2 separate regions of the Bombyx mori genome follow, and region 1 is linked to region 2. The links are chromatin contacts, called in public Hi-C maps. All regions are on one chromosome and are shown on one strand. Each heading gives the region's core, a stretch centred on a gene start, on an enhancer-like site or on the middle of the called end of the contact. The rest is flanking DNA. Distances are from core to core; before and after follow the strand shown.

Region 1 (6,260 bases), core at 2,620-5,119, 57 kb after region 2:
GCATGTACCTGATTTGAACAATAAAGTGGTGCATCCACTATGCACTGCGGGGTAGCCTTGGGCGTCTCACTGCGCTGAACATGCTAGTCTTGCATTGTTAATAATATAGAACAAACTAGAACACGGAATATATTATATTAAATTAGAATGAGAAAAGAATACGCACGCATGCTTATTTTGTTTGACGGCAGCCGTTCTGTGTGGCACGTGGGACGTGGTTAAACCAGAGTTCAAAATATAATTAAGATAGTGTCGTGGAATTTAAATTAAGTTAATAATATTGACTATGGTCATTCTGTGAAACTCTTGACGTGGTAAATTCCGCTTTTATATTAAATATATTATGCTAATATTTATAAGAAAAATATAAAATATGAAAATTACTAAAATGGTAAAGATTTCTTGACAAAATCGCAAATAAAAAATTGTATAATTTTTTTTTATTGCTTAGATCGTGGACGAGCTCACGGCCACGGACTGATGTCCTGATGTTAAGTGGATACCGGAGTCCATAGACATCTACAACGTAAATACTGCCACCCACCTTGAGATATGAGTTCTAAGGTCTCATTATAGTTACAACGGCTGCCCCAGCCTTCAAACCGAAACGCATTACTGCTTCACGTCCGAAATAGGCAGGGTGGCGGTACCTACCCGTGTGGACCCACAAGAGATCCTACCACCAGTATATACTTTATCACATAAAAACCTGGTCCAAATGTTTTACCACGAAGCGATCGTTCGAATCGATCGAAGCGTTGTTGTTGTATGTGTCATACTGTAATAGCCGAATGGTAAACCGTCGACGTCGCCCAAAGCGTCATCACGGATCCTCCTGATCCATTAACGGTGCTTTTAGGCACTACAACCACCGGTCACCGTCCTCGTCGAACCCGTCGCTTGCGACGAAGGGCTCGACGAGCGATTTAGCCCACAGACACGGCCCACTGAGTTTCTCGCCGGATCTTCTCAGTGGGTCGCATTTCCGATCCGGTGGTAGATTCTGCGAAGCACTGCTCTTGCTAGGGTCAGTGTTAGCAATTCTCCGGCTTGAGCCCCGTGAGCTCACCTACACACGCTAGGGTAAGCTGAAATAGCCTCTCAAGGCTATCAGCATAGGTAGGGAAAAAACTATAATAATTATTATTACAAGGAAATTGAGGTTTTGAATCCATGTCTCAAGCTCCACTCTTGTAATGCCAGGCTGTCAATTTAACCGCTAAACACTACTAGAGCCTTGAGCTGTTCCCAAAACAACGGAAAGCTTTCTCAAATCACGTTTTAGAAATCCTTGTGAGGATACAAGTTCATTCGTATTTCACATTGGCGACCAACGTGAAGTTACCAGTCGAACCGGGCGCATCGGCAGTGACTGCGGTCGACCTCACAGCGTCGCGCTGCGGTGACCACTGCAAGGCCGCGACCTTAGACATTGAAACTAAATCTAAGCTGTCTGTGCCCGTAGTAATTTTCCGTGACAAACGTCGATTTTTCTTTCTCTACATCATATATCATATCTTTTCTGTTGCAAATCTATTTATTAAAACACAAATAATGATTGGCAATATTAATATTAACACAAAATGTAACAATCATTATTTTAAATTAATTAATTAATTAAATTATCTCTTATGGAATGCTCCTAATGAAAAAAAAAAATTTTTTATTGTTTTTATTTTATTTTATAGATAGATGATTGAACGAGCTCATGATCCACTTGGTGTTAAATGGTGTTAACGGAACCCATCGCACTTCAAACCATAACGCATGAATGCTTCGCGACAGAAACAGGATGGTGATGCTTATCACTTCTGATGCACAGCATAATACGTTCTACTCACTAATATTTAGGTTTTATTCGTTTTTAATATCTTTGTTTTGATTTTATTTATAGTACTGGTTTTTTCTAAATATTTTTTTCTATAATGTGACGTTATCATTTTAACGCCAATGAAATAAAATTGTGTGATTTACTACTAAGAATACCTATACGTTAATGAGTTCATTGGCTTTTCTAGTTTCATTCGACTAAGGTCGCACCGATTAATACTAGTTTTGAAATATTTTATTCGCAGTATTTATTCATCAAAACGCCTGAATACAATTTTAGGAAAATGTGACTTCTTGTTCGATTCTATTTAAGATGAAGGGCGTTTTATTTTATTTTTACTTGACAATATTAACGACAACGAAAAATTGAGAAGTTGTTATCAGATGGGTCTTTCATTAAAAAATCAGATTTGCAATGTTACAAAATAGTGTATGGTAAAAAATGACGAAGCGAAGCAGTGAAGACGTCACTAGATAGAGTCAAGAATCGATAAAATCAGATTAACATATCGATAATATCCACACAAGCTACTGTCATTATAAATCATTCGGACGCAACGATCTGTCACTCGGCTGACATGCACTCAATTGTCTATGGTCAGGGGTGATTGACCGGATAAAGTTTTTTTACGTCACCTTTTTAGAACGACACAACTTAATAATTCGAGATATTTAATATGCTTTTTGGATCCTATGTTATTTGTGCAATTCAGAATATTTTTGGAGTTTACTCCTTTAGAATCGATTTACATATATAGGCCCGGGGTATGAAAATTATGGGGACCAAAATCGTACTAGCATGTCACACGAAATGCGTTATGCGCCTGATTGCGCATGTCACACGAAATGCGTTATCGCAGGTGACGCCGGGCTGCTGCGCCGGCAGTCCGCCACAAAGCCTCGTACTGATCGCGCGTTTCTCTCATTATTGTATTTTCATATATTTGTTAGTCGTTTGTTTTGTGTCTCGTTAATTTGTTAATAATCTGTAGTGTATCGTGTTGTCGTAATATAGAACTATTTCTCGTATTGTTTCGTTTAATTTTTTATATCCAGTAAACTCCAGTCGTGCGTCGGAGCGGACACACACACTTTTTTAAACTAATATCACGCGATATTACCGGTTGACTATCAACAATATTAAAGAGATTTAATAATTTATAAAATATTGACAATTGTTGTATGTAAATATTATAAATTACAATTATACTTCCTTAATAATGTCCCTGCATTTAAATTTTCCCGTAGGAGTTGACATAAGCGGAAATACTTTCCATTTCGTTTCAAATGAGTATGCAACAGCGCAGCCCTATTTGAACGAGACTAGGGTATCCATCATTTTATTTCCCTTTCATTTTTTCGTCACACAATTAATTATCATTTATAGCTTTATAACTCCAAGATTTCAGTTACAGAAGTAATAATATTACGTAGGCGACATATCTTCGCGATCCTTACTTTAGTCGTTTTTCACTAGGCAATAGATTATTTTCCTAAGGCTACTACGCTTAAATTCCTTTCTTAATTATAATTTTTATGTTTCTAAAAAAACTGTCCCGGAAAATACATTACTGAGATTCTTTACCGTTATATACTAACATAGTTATATTATATTTTACGGGTTCAACAGAACAGTGCAATCCCAGCGGAAGCAGAACCATACAAACTGAATACTCATCGGGTCACTACTGTATTGTGCGCCAAAAGAAAATGTTAATCTGCAATTAATAATTGAATTACTGCTAAGCCTTGATTTTCCTTCAGTCAGTTATCAGCGAGGGTATTGAACACACGATTTTCCACAGTTTTCGCGATTTCCCGAGTTTTTTTTTAACAAATCGTTTTTATATAATTGTATTAGGTGTTATATTAATACTAGATTCAATAATCATATTTTTTTATTAAGATTATGGTGATATTTAGTGTTATGATTTTAATAAGCAGTGATAATTAAGTGATAAATTATTTTATGAACTTACATGGTGACTGTATTTACGTTGAGTGAACATGGCGCCATCAAGCGACGGCCACGTGTACTATTACGATTTATTTCGCCAGCACCCGAACACGGGTACGAGTTTTATAGTTTAGGCTACTCGGTAAGAGATGGCGCTGCATTTTAAATTTAACTATGCGTTTTAAAAAAATATATTATTATTTATGTAAAAAGGCTTCAGTATTGTTAATTGTAAAAAATAATTATTTTACTGATTGTTATTATTTTTTACGGGCATTAAAGTTGATTTATTTTAGTTATTAATTTTATAGTGATTTTTGTTTTAATGATAGCAAATTATCCATACAACACGTCAGATTTAAATAATATTAGGTAGATCTAACAAAACAACGTTATTGTTTCAGGCTGAGCCCGGAGACACTATTGCTACAACCAAAGAAGGTTAGTTTTTTAATCTTTTTATAAAAAAAAGTTTTCACATTAAATAAGTTCTTGTCTTGTTGATGAACGCACCCTAAGAGTCCAAAAAGGGGATTGCCCACTCTCCATAGTGTGTTAGGCCCAAGATGGACATCAAATATTACTATAAAAATGTACTGATTCAAATTCTTAAATGTATTGGATATCTAAAAAATATATTGAAATTGACGCCACTATTATAAAAAATATAATAAAAATAAAAACTCGTTTTGAGGTTAATTTTCTATATAAATAAGTGTCGGATTGTGAGATACTTCAAGAACTTTTCTTTTCTTAATGTATAAGATGTTCCTAATATATTTTTATCCAATAGGGTATAAAAACACACTTAATTCTTTAAATATCTATATTTTCTTCATCTTCATACACAATTAGTATCATCTAAAAATAGCAGAGGAGAGCATATACACGGTTTTAAATCTCGGTCAGGGTAAAACCACAATTCACACAATGTTTTTTAGTCGTACTATGAAACGTTATTGATAAAAGTAAAATAAATCGAAGAAAAATCAAAACACATCCATTTTGTACGCAAGCACAACACCACAAGCAGCAAGCGAAGTGTCAGTCAGTCAGATTAAATTCAGTGTTGTCTGTATAAAGAAAAATAATTACATGAAATTCACATATCGATTATTTTTTTAAATAACCGATAATTGATTTATATCTTAATCTTTTTTTTACGAGTACACATTATTTTTTATGTTTTTGTTTTAGTTGTACATATTTAAATAACAATACTAGTAAAGTTTTTTTTATTGCTTAGATGGGTGGGCGAGTTCACAGCCACCCTGGTGTTGCTAAGTGGTTACTCGAGCCCACATACATCTACAACGTAAATGCGCCACCCACCTTGAGATATAAGTTCTAAGGTCTCAAGTATAGTTACAAGTTAAAGTCCAATGGGTATGTCTTCGATGTTATTTTATGTGCATAAAATCCATTAAAATCGTTTGATTAATGATAATACTTAAAATGATTTATTTATATGTTTTATTTATATACTCAAAATATTTACTACATACGTAAAAGGATTTGAAGCTGGCAATATTTTTCCCGCAAAAATAAAAATCCTTGTTTTTTCAATAGAGTTACTTTTTTTAAACTACTTATTGTAAACTATAGTGGCGCTTATTTGCAAGAAAGTAAATGCATATTTATTTATGACAAAATTAATGCACTAAGTATTTTTTCTATAATCTATTGTCCGCTTTGGGCCTAAAATGGGCCATCCCCTTTGTGACGTCTAGAGCAAGATGTACTTAAATTACGGATAAATTTACAGAAGAATGGGTGACTCGTAAAACAAGTGAAGTCACAACGACCCGGCAGATAGAGACAAGGGTCAAACGTGAACTAATATTAGAAGACGGACGCATCCTGAGTGATTCTGGGCCGAAGATATCTACGTCAGTCAACGAGGACACGCACACCACTAATTTACAACAGACTGAAGTGAGTCTTACAACTTGTTTCTAGAAAGTACATTAATGTATTCATGACTTATCGAGAACACTTTTTCTTGAAATGTAAATCAATATTGTCATTAACATTAAATGATTTCTTTTCAGCAATTTAAATGCAACTAACATCCTCTCCGTTACTTTTTTTTTTCCTACCTAAGTTGATAGCCTTGAGAGGCTAGTTATTAATACTCAACTATGATTTTTATAACATTAAATCGGCTATATAAAGTCAGCAGCTTAGTAATTGAACGGAATTAATTTTGAGATTCAATTTAATTTAGTAAAACGCCACGGTTCGTAATAAATGTAAAAAAAAATTGTCGATAAATAGAATTGAAATCCATAAATTTGTTAAGGTTTGCGCATCATATATTAATGGTACTCGGCTGAAGCCTCTCTTGAAGTACTAACAATACCATAAACGTTGTGTGCGACACATTCATGTGACATAAAAAAAAACACGACTTATTACGATTATTCACTTATTACGTCAAATTTAAGGTATTCTCTTTACATTTTTGAAGGAA
Region 2 (5,988 bases), core at 1,578-4,077:
GTTAATGCAGAATGTTACCCACGCAGTATTGACATGCAAGTGAGGCTTAAAATAGGTTTAGCCAATTTATATTCGCCTCGTTTTATTTTAGACCATTAAAATAAAGTACATTTCATAGGTAATGTTAAGAAACATTATTTTTCGTTTTAATTCATAATAAAACCGATCTGTGTTTTAGCTTATATTTCTACACGTCATCTCGGATCCTCCCGATCCACTAACTGTGCTTTTAGGTACTTCAAGCACCGGTCACCGTTCTCGTCGAACCCGTCGCTTGCGACGAAGGGCTCGACGAGTAAATTAACTCTCAGACACAGCCCACTGAGTTTCTCGCCGGATCTTCTCAGGGGGTCGCGTTTCCGATCCGGTGGTAGATTCTGCGAAGCACGGCTCTTGGTAGGGTTCGTGTTAGCATCGTCGTCAGGTTTGAGCCCCGTGAGCTCACCTACTAGCCACGGTTACGCTGAAATAGCCTCTCAAGGATATCAGCATAGGTAGGAAAAAAAAAAACTTATATTTCTAATCATAATTGTTATTCAGCAAGATTTATAACGTTGGTTATTTAACATTATTTCTTAGACATCCATTGCTTTAATTATTCTATTAGTTCGCTGGAAACTACGCATATAGTTCTGTAGACAGCCCTAAGTGTATGCGATAAACAAGAGTGGTCTAAGACGGTGGGCAGCCGGTCCTCCCACCGAGTCTAGTTCCAAACAGATTTGCCAACTTTAGGTCGATTTTGATTTGTTGATTGCGTTTCGGTTTAAGCGTTGTATCGTTTTTATATTAACGTTGCGTGTTTTTATGTAATACAAAATTGTGTGAAGCAGTAATGCGTTTCGGTTTGAAGGGTGAGGCAGCCGTTGAAAGTATACTGAGATCTTACGGCTTATATCTCAAGATTGGTGGCGCATTTTACGTTGTAGATGTCTATGGGCTTCAGTAACCACTTAACACCAGGTGGGCTGAGAGCTCGTTAACCCATTAAAAAAAAAATAAGTTTTTCGTTAACCTCCTTTTTTGATTTAAGTAATCTACACAAGTCTGTCAAGTTTTTTTATTTTTAATAACTAAAAAGACCTAAGTGCTTGACGTTAACAATGATTTAGGCGGTGTGTATCTATCTACCTTAAGACCTGTCTGACCTACCTGTTAAGTCGATTTTTTATTGTATTACGAATGGCCACATTCAAGGTTTCTATTAAATTATAATAAAAAGGTTCATTATTCAATCAGCTCGATGGCACCATGTTTCTAATGTTGTCACCAGAAATACATTTACCAACATCTTTAAATTAATACGTGAAGCTAAAACTTTGTATCCCTTTTTACGAAAATTGCGCGGACGGAGGAGTATGAAAATTCCCACACTTATAGTGAATATAGAAAAGGAGTGCAGAATGTTAATATTTTTTTAAATTATGCCTAAAAAATACATTAAATCAATAAAGAAAACATTACGCACACTACATACCATGTTTTTGACGCACACACGCATGCATACTGTCAAACTTTTGTTCTTGACGTCTGTGGTCAAATTGAGAATAGATTAAATATTGTTTGTCTTTATTAATATTTTTTTATAGTGTAGCCTTGGCGAAATTTGTGATTATAGAAGTATAATAGTCTTTGAAAATAGAATCGTAATAGTGTACAAACTTACAATTCCAATTAATTATAGTCGAATTTTGACTACTGCGGGACCTCTAGTATTTATGAATGTAACACAATTCTAAATTTGAATATTGAAAGACTCTGTAACATTTATAAACATTTAAATAGGTATACACGAACGTAAGTCGAACTAATTGAAAGCGTTACGTTCTACTATACGCTAGAAAACACATTTGAAATGTTTAAAGATCTTATTTAACTTCTGAGAATTGTAATTGAAAAAAATGTTACCAGAAAATATTATTACATCTTCACTGGAACTGTGAGAGATCTGATCTTGTTCCGGATCTATGAGATTTTCTTATGATAACATTTTCCTGTTTTTAATGCGCTTAAAACATTATTATATTTGGAGATTGGAGATTATACTCAGTTAATATGAAAACGAATAAATTTATAAGCTCACCAAACATTTGTTATTTTTTTAATTGACTATTAATTAATATATTACTATTATTCTAATTCTACTCGCACTACATTCTCATGTTTAAATTAATATAGAATAGCAGAGGCCTCACACCAGGGTTCATAGACACCCACCTTGGGACATGGGGTTGATGACTCAATCGTGTGGTCAAAATAGGCCAGAGGGTGGCACTCACAGTACATTTACATATCTGGAAAATAATAGGCCCTGTCGATTATTCTAAGTAGTGAAACAGCATTACGAATTGGTGGTAGTCATGCGACTTAAAGGTGTCTGAACTCGATAAACAAATTTACTAGTAGATAATATTATCTAACCAATCATATACAAAATATTTTAGCTGATCAATTTATATATTCAATATAAAAACACGAACATTAAAATAAACTTGTTTACATTCCAGAAGAACTGGACAGACACATTTTGCGTAAGAAAATTATCATATTTTTTTTTTTCAAAAGAACCGTTTTCTGTATCATTAAATTTTAAATAGGCATCATTCGAAATTTTAAAGAAAAAACTTTGAGAACCAAAGTATCAAAGTGAGTATCAAAGATACGTGTTTGAAAACAAAGAAAAAGCTTATTTTGTAGAAAATAAATTTTAAGTACTATTTAAAAATATAATCCAAATCACCTACATTAGATAAGACAAGCGTGGTCAACCATTTCGTATGTGTAAATTCGACTAAAACTTACATCTAAATTGTGTTTATTGTTTACCCAGATTGTCAATGGTAATGTGTCACGGAGTGTTGCGTCCACGCAGTTTTCCATATATGTCCCAGTCCCCACTCTGAGCATGCGCACGGAGGTTTTCGCGCGTTCCTCACTTAGCTATAGTTGTGTTTCTGTCCTTCTTGAGGCCGCGTGCCCGATCGATTACACACCATCGATACATCGAATGTTACTCGCGCTTTTCTCAATGAAAAGTATGTTTGAACTGTGAGGAGTTTATCGGCGGTGTCAGTGTTTCAAGTTCAGTTCTAGCGGCGTGTTTGTTTTAGTGTTTCAGTGAGGACTGTTGTTTTCAGTGCTTGTTCACTTGTTTCTCGCGGGAGGTTTGTATTTTTTTTTTTTTTTTTTTTAATTTAGTCGATTGCGGCCTGTGATGATTTTATTTTTGAATGTAGATCTTCTAATTTAACTCATTTTAGATGTAGGTTATGGTTTGTAGTTGGAGATTTAACAATAACATGTTATTTTTTTATAGTTTTCTTTAAATAGAATTCATTATACGTAAGTAAACAAGGCACAGCAAGTATGATGTAGGTATATGTTAATGGATATAACATAAATTGAATATTTAATATAAACTATATATGGTTTCTTGGTAATACTTTAGTATTAATCAATGAAGGCCTTACTTGTTTTTGTTTTCTTTGAAACTATTAATTTTAAAGAAAAATATACGTTGAAATGTTTGCTTTTTTGTGACCCTCAAATTAGTACACTATGGTAAATATTGAATATCACGATTTACGTGAAGCAACATTGTAGCGTATGACGAATAACATTGAATTATATAAATATGTTTGATAATTTAATAAATATAATACTCAGACAAGTAGGACATCTAAAAATAATAAAGCAATGTTTTATAACGTTGCTGAATTTTCATTAAGCACGTTTTTTGTTTTTTCGAACTGATTTAGTATTAAATATGCAGTGATAGGAAACAATAATTTATAACAATAAAAAGTAAACAATAATAATTTAGGAATATATTCCTGCACCCGGGAATTGATTTGACTAATAGAACAGGATAATTATGTATATAAGATTATTATATTTTTGACTGACTTGGTGGTGCCGTAGTTAGCACCTCTGACAGTTGCACCGGGGGTCGTGGGTTCGATTCTCACAATTGCTTGCTCTTTGTTTGGGTGTTTAGTATCTACCTATTTAACTGCCTTACCTTTACCTTAGTTGGACTACCTGTGTTCATTAATTATGTTAACATTTTTTGGAAACATAATGTGTTTCTTTAATTGGCTCATGTTTGGGAAAACATCCTCTGTACCCTGTGTCTAGTTAAATGCTGTTGAAACATTGTTGATTAAATAAAGAAATAAATATATGTACATATATATTGAAACGTATAGGTGTAAGTACGTATGTTCGTCTCTGGTACCCATAACACCGGGAATCCTAATTTTTGGGCCGCATGACCGTGATTACTTCCCAGTTATTTAATAATGATTAAAAAGGAGTAAAACATAAAAATATACATAAAAAAGGTAAACGCAAACCAATTAAGCAGCATCATTTCTTATGTTTTTCAACTGACTTTAATTTCTTTTTTTGTTTAGTTGGTATTGATGAGCTTTAGAGTTCAATAAAAAATCGAAATGTCGTCAAGGAACGATGACTGTGGGAGAAATTCGACCATAGTGTCAACCCTAGTTAGTATGCATAAAATCTATACAGACAACATATTACCTAAATAAATTAAACAAGCATTCCTCATTCAGCGGGCTTCAGGTTTTTTTTTTGCCCTTTGTAGGGAGACGAGTACACGGCCCTCCTGAAGGTGAGTGGCTACCGTCGCCCATAGACTTCAGCAATGCCAGGGGCAGAGCCAAGCCGCTGCCCGCCGCTTAATACTCTCCAATATCTATGACAAATTTAACAAACTTCTTTTTTTATTGTTTAGATTCGTGGACGAACCCACCTGGTGTAAAGCGGTTAACGGAGCCCATAGACATCTACAACGTAAAGGCTGCCACCTGCCTTGAAATATGAGTTCTAGGGTCTCCGTTTTTACAGTACATGATTGTGAATGTTTTCACGAACATGTTATATATTGTACTTTCCTCGACCGGAAATTAAACTAGTACTCGTGGTAGTCAGGGTGCCGAACCAGTCGACTACAAAGCAATAAATCTTGTTAAACCTGATTTCAAAATTAAATATTAAATTAAAGACAATATAATAAATACATGAATTTTTGTTGTGACATTGAATTGCTTTGAGTGTATATTTAAAAACATATTGACAAAATGGAATACCCGGCAGAATAAAACACAGTAGTTCGCGTGCATAGTTGGGTTTTTTAAGTAGTTTCCAACAAAATGACCTATATCTGCTCGGATGGCTTAACACTGTATGTTATCCACAAGTACGATATTGCAATCGCTCCTTGTCATTAAAAAAGTTAAAATCAGCAAAGTTAAAATAATTGGTTACTGGTGGCAGGACTTCTTGTGAGTCCGCGCGGGTATGTACCACCACCCTGCCTATTTCTGCCGTGAAGCAGTAATGCGTTTCGGTTTGAAGGGCGGGGCAGCCGTTGTAACTATACTGAGACCTTAGAATTTATATCTCAAGGTGGGTGGCGCATTTAGGTTGTAGATGTCTATGTCCCATTAACAAACAGCAACAAAAAAAAGCATTACCCCGTTATGGAGATCTTAAATCTTCGCGAACTCAAAAGACACGCTCAAATATGTATAAGTGAAGGAAATATTATGGTTGTTAGTCCTTTGAGTGCGCGTTCGCTTATCTTCATCAACACAAGGCTGTTTTGCTTTACCTTAAAACAATTATGTTTTGCAACTTACTGTCTAAAGAATCTTTATTATTTATTATTTTAGGATACAATACTTATTTTACTCGTTATCATTTAGTCTGTTTATTGCAAAAGAAAAATCGTCTGCAAATTTTGTGCATAATTACAATTTGCTTTGCACGAATGTATCTTCTATAAGTGTTTTCGATTTGTAATTAAATGACAACAACAATACTAGCAAAAACCAAATAAAATGTAGCAAAGTCAATTTCGTCGTTAATTAATGCATCAACGGTAAGATTGATTCATATAATATATGATTATCGGATTGACATCGTCTCCTTCTTCATAAGCTAGTTAATTCTGGCCATACC

The links. A called contact is a pair of places that touch in the nucleus more often than the background predicts.
Region 1: a Hi-C map of whole pupa shows a contact between it and region 2, with 2.7 times the contacts expected there. The contact joins the enhancer-like site here to the promoter of LOC101747091 in region 2. A contact is called at or near these places in 3 of 7 Hi-C or Micro-C datasets (middle silk gland, posterior silk gland and whole pupa).

The regions. Positions count from the first base shown.
Region 1 is chr8:7,504,267-7,510,526 of ASM3026992v2, forward strand. It overlaps LOC101747091 (serine/arginine repetitive matrix protein 1), which reads left to right. Exons shown (of 12, transcript XM_012695519.4): 3 at 4,192-4,228; 4 at 5,553-5,722. It also overlaps a transcript of UGT39C1 not described here. Among protein-coding and RNA genes, the nearest start is that of LOC119628825, 51 kb to the left of the region's middle. Within about 2 kb of position 3,870, at least 7 of the 8 cell types and tissues checked have open chromatin away from gene starts, as enhancers often do.
Region 2 is chr8:7,448,347-7,454,334 of ASM3026992v2, forward strand. LOC101747091 (serine/arginine repetitive matrix protein 1) reads left to right here and starts at 2,828. Exons shown (of 12, transcript XM_012695519.4): 1 at 2,828-3,164. The region is part of intron 1 of LOC119628825; the gene reads right to left.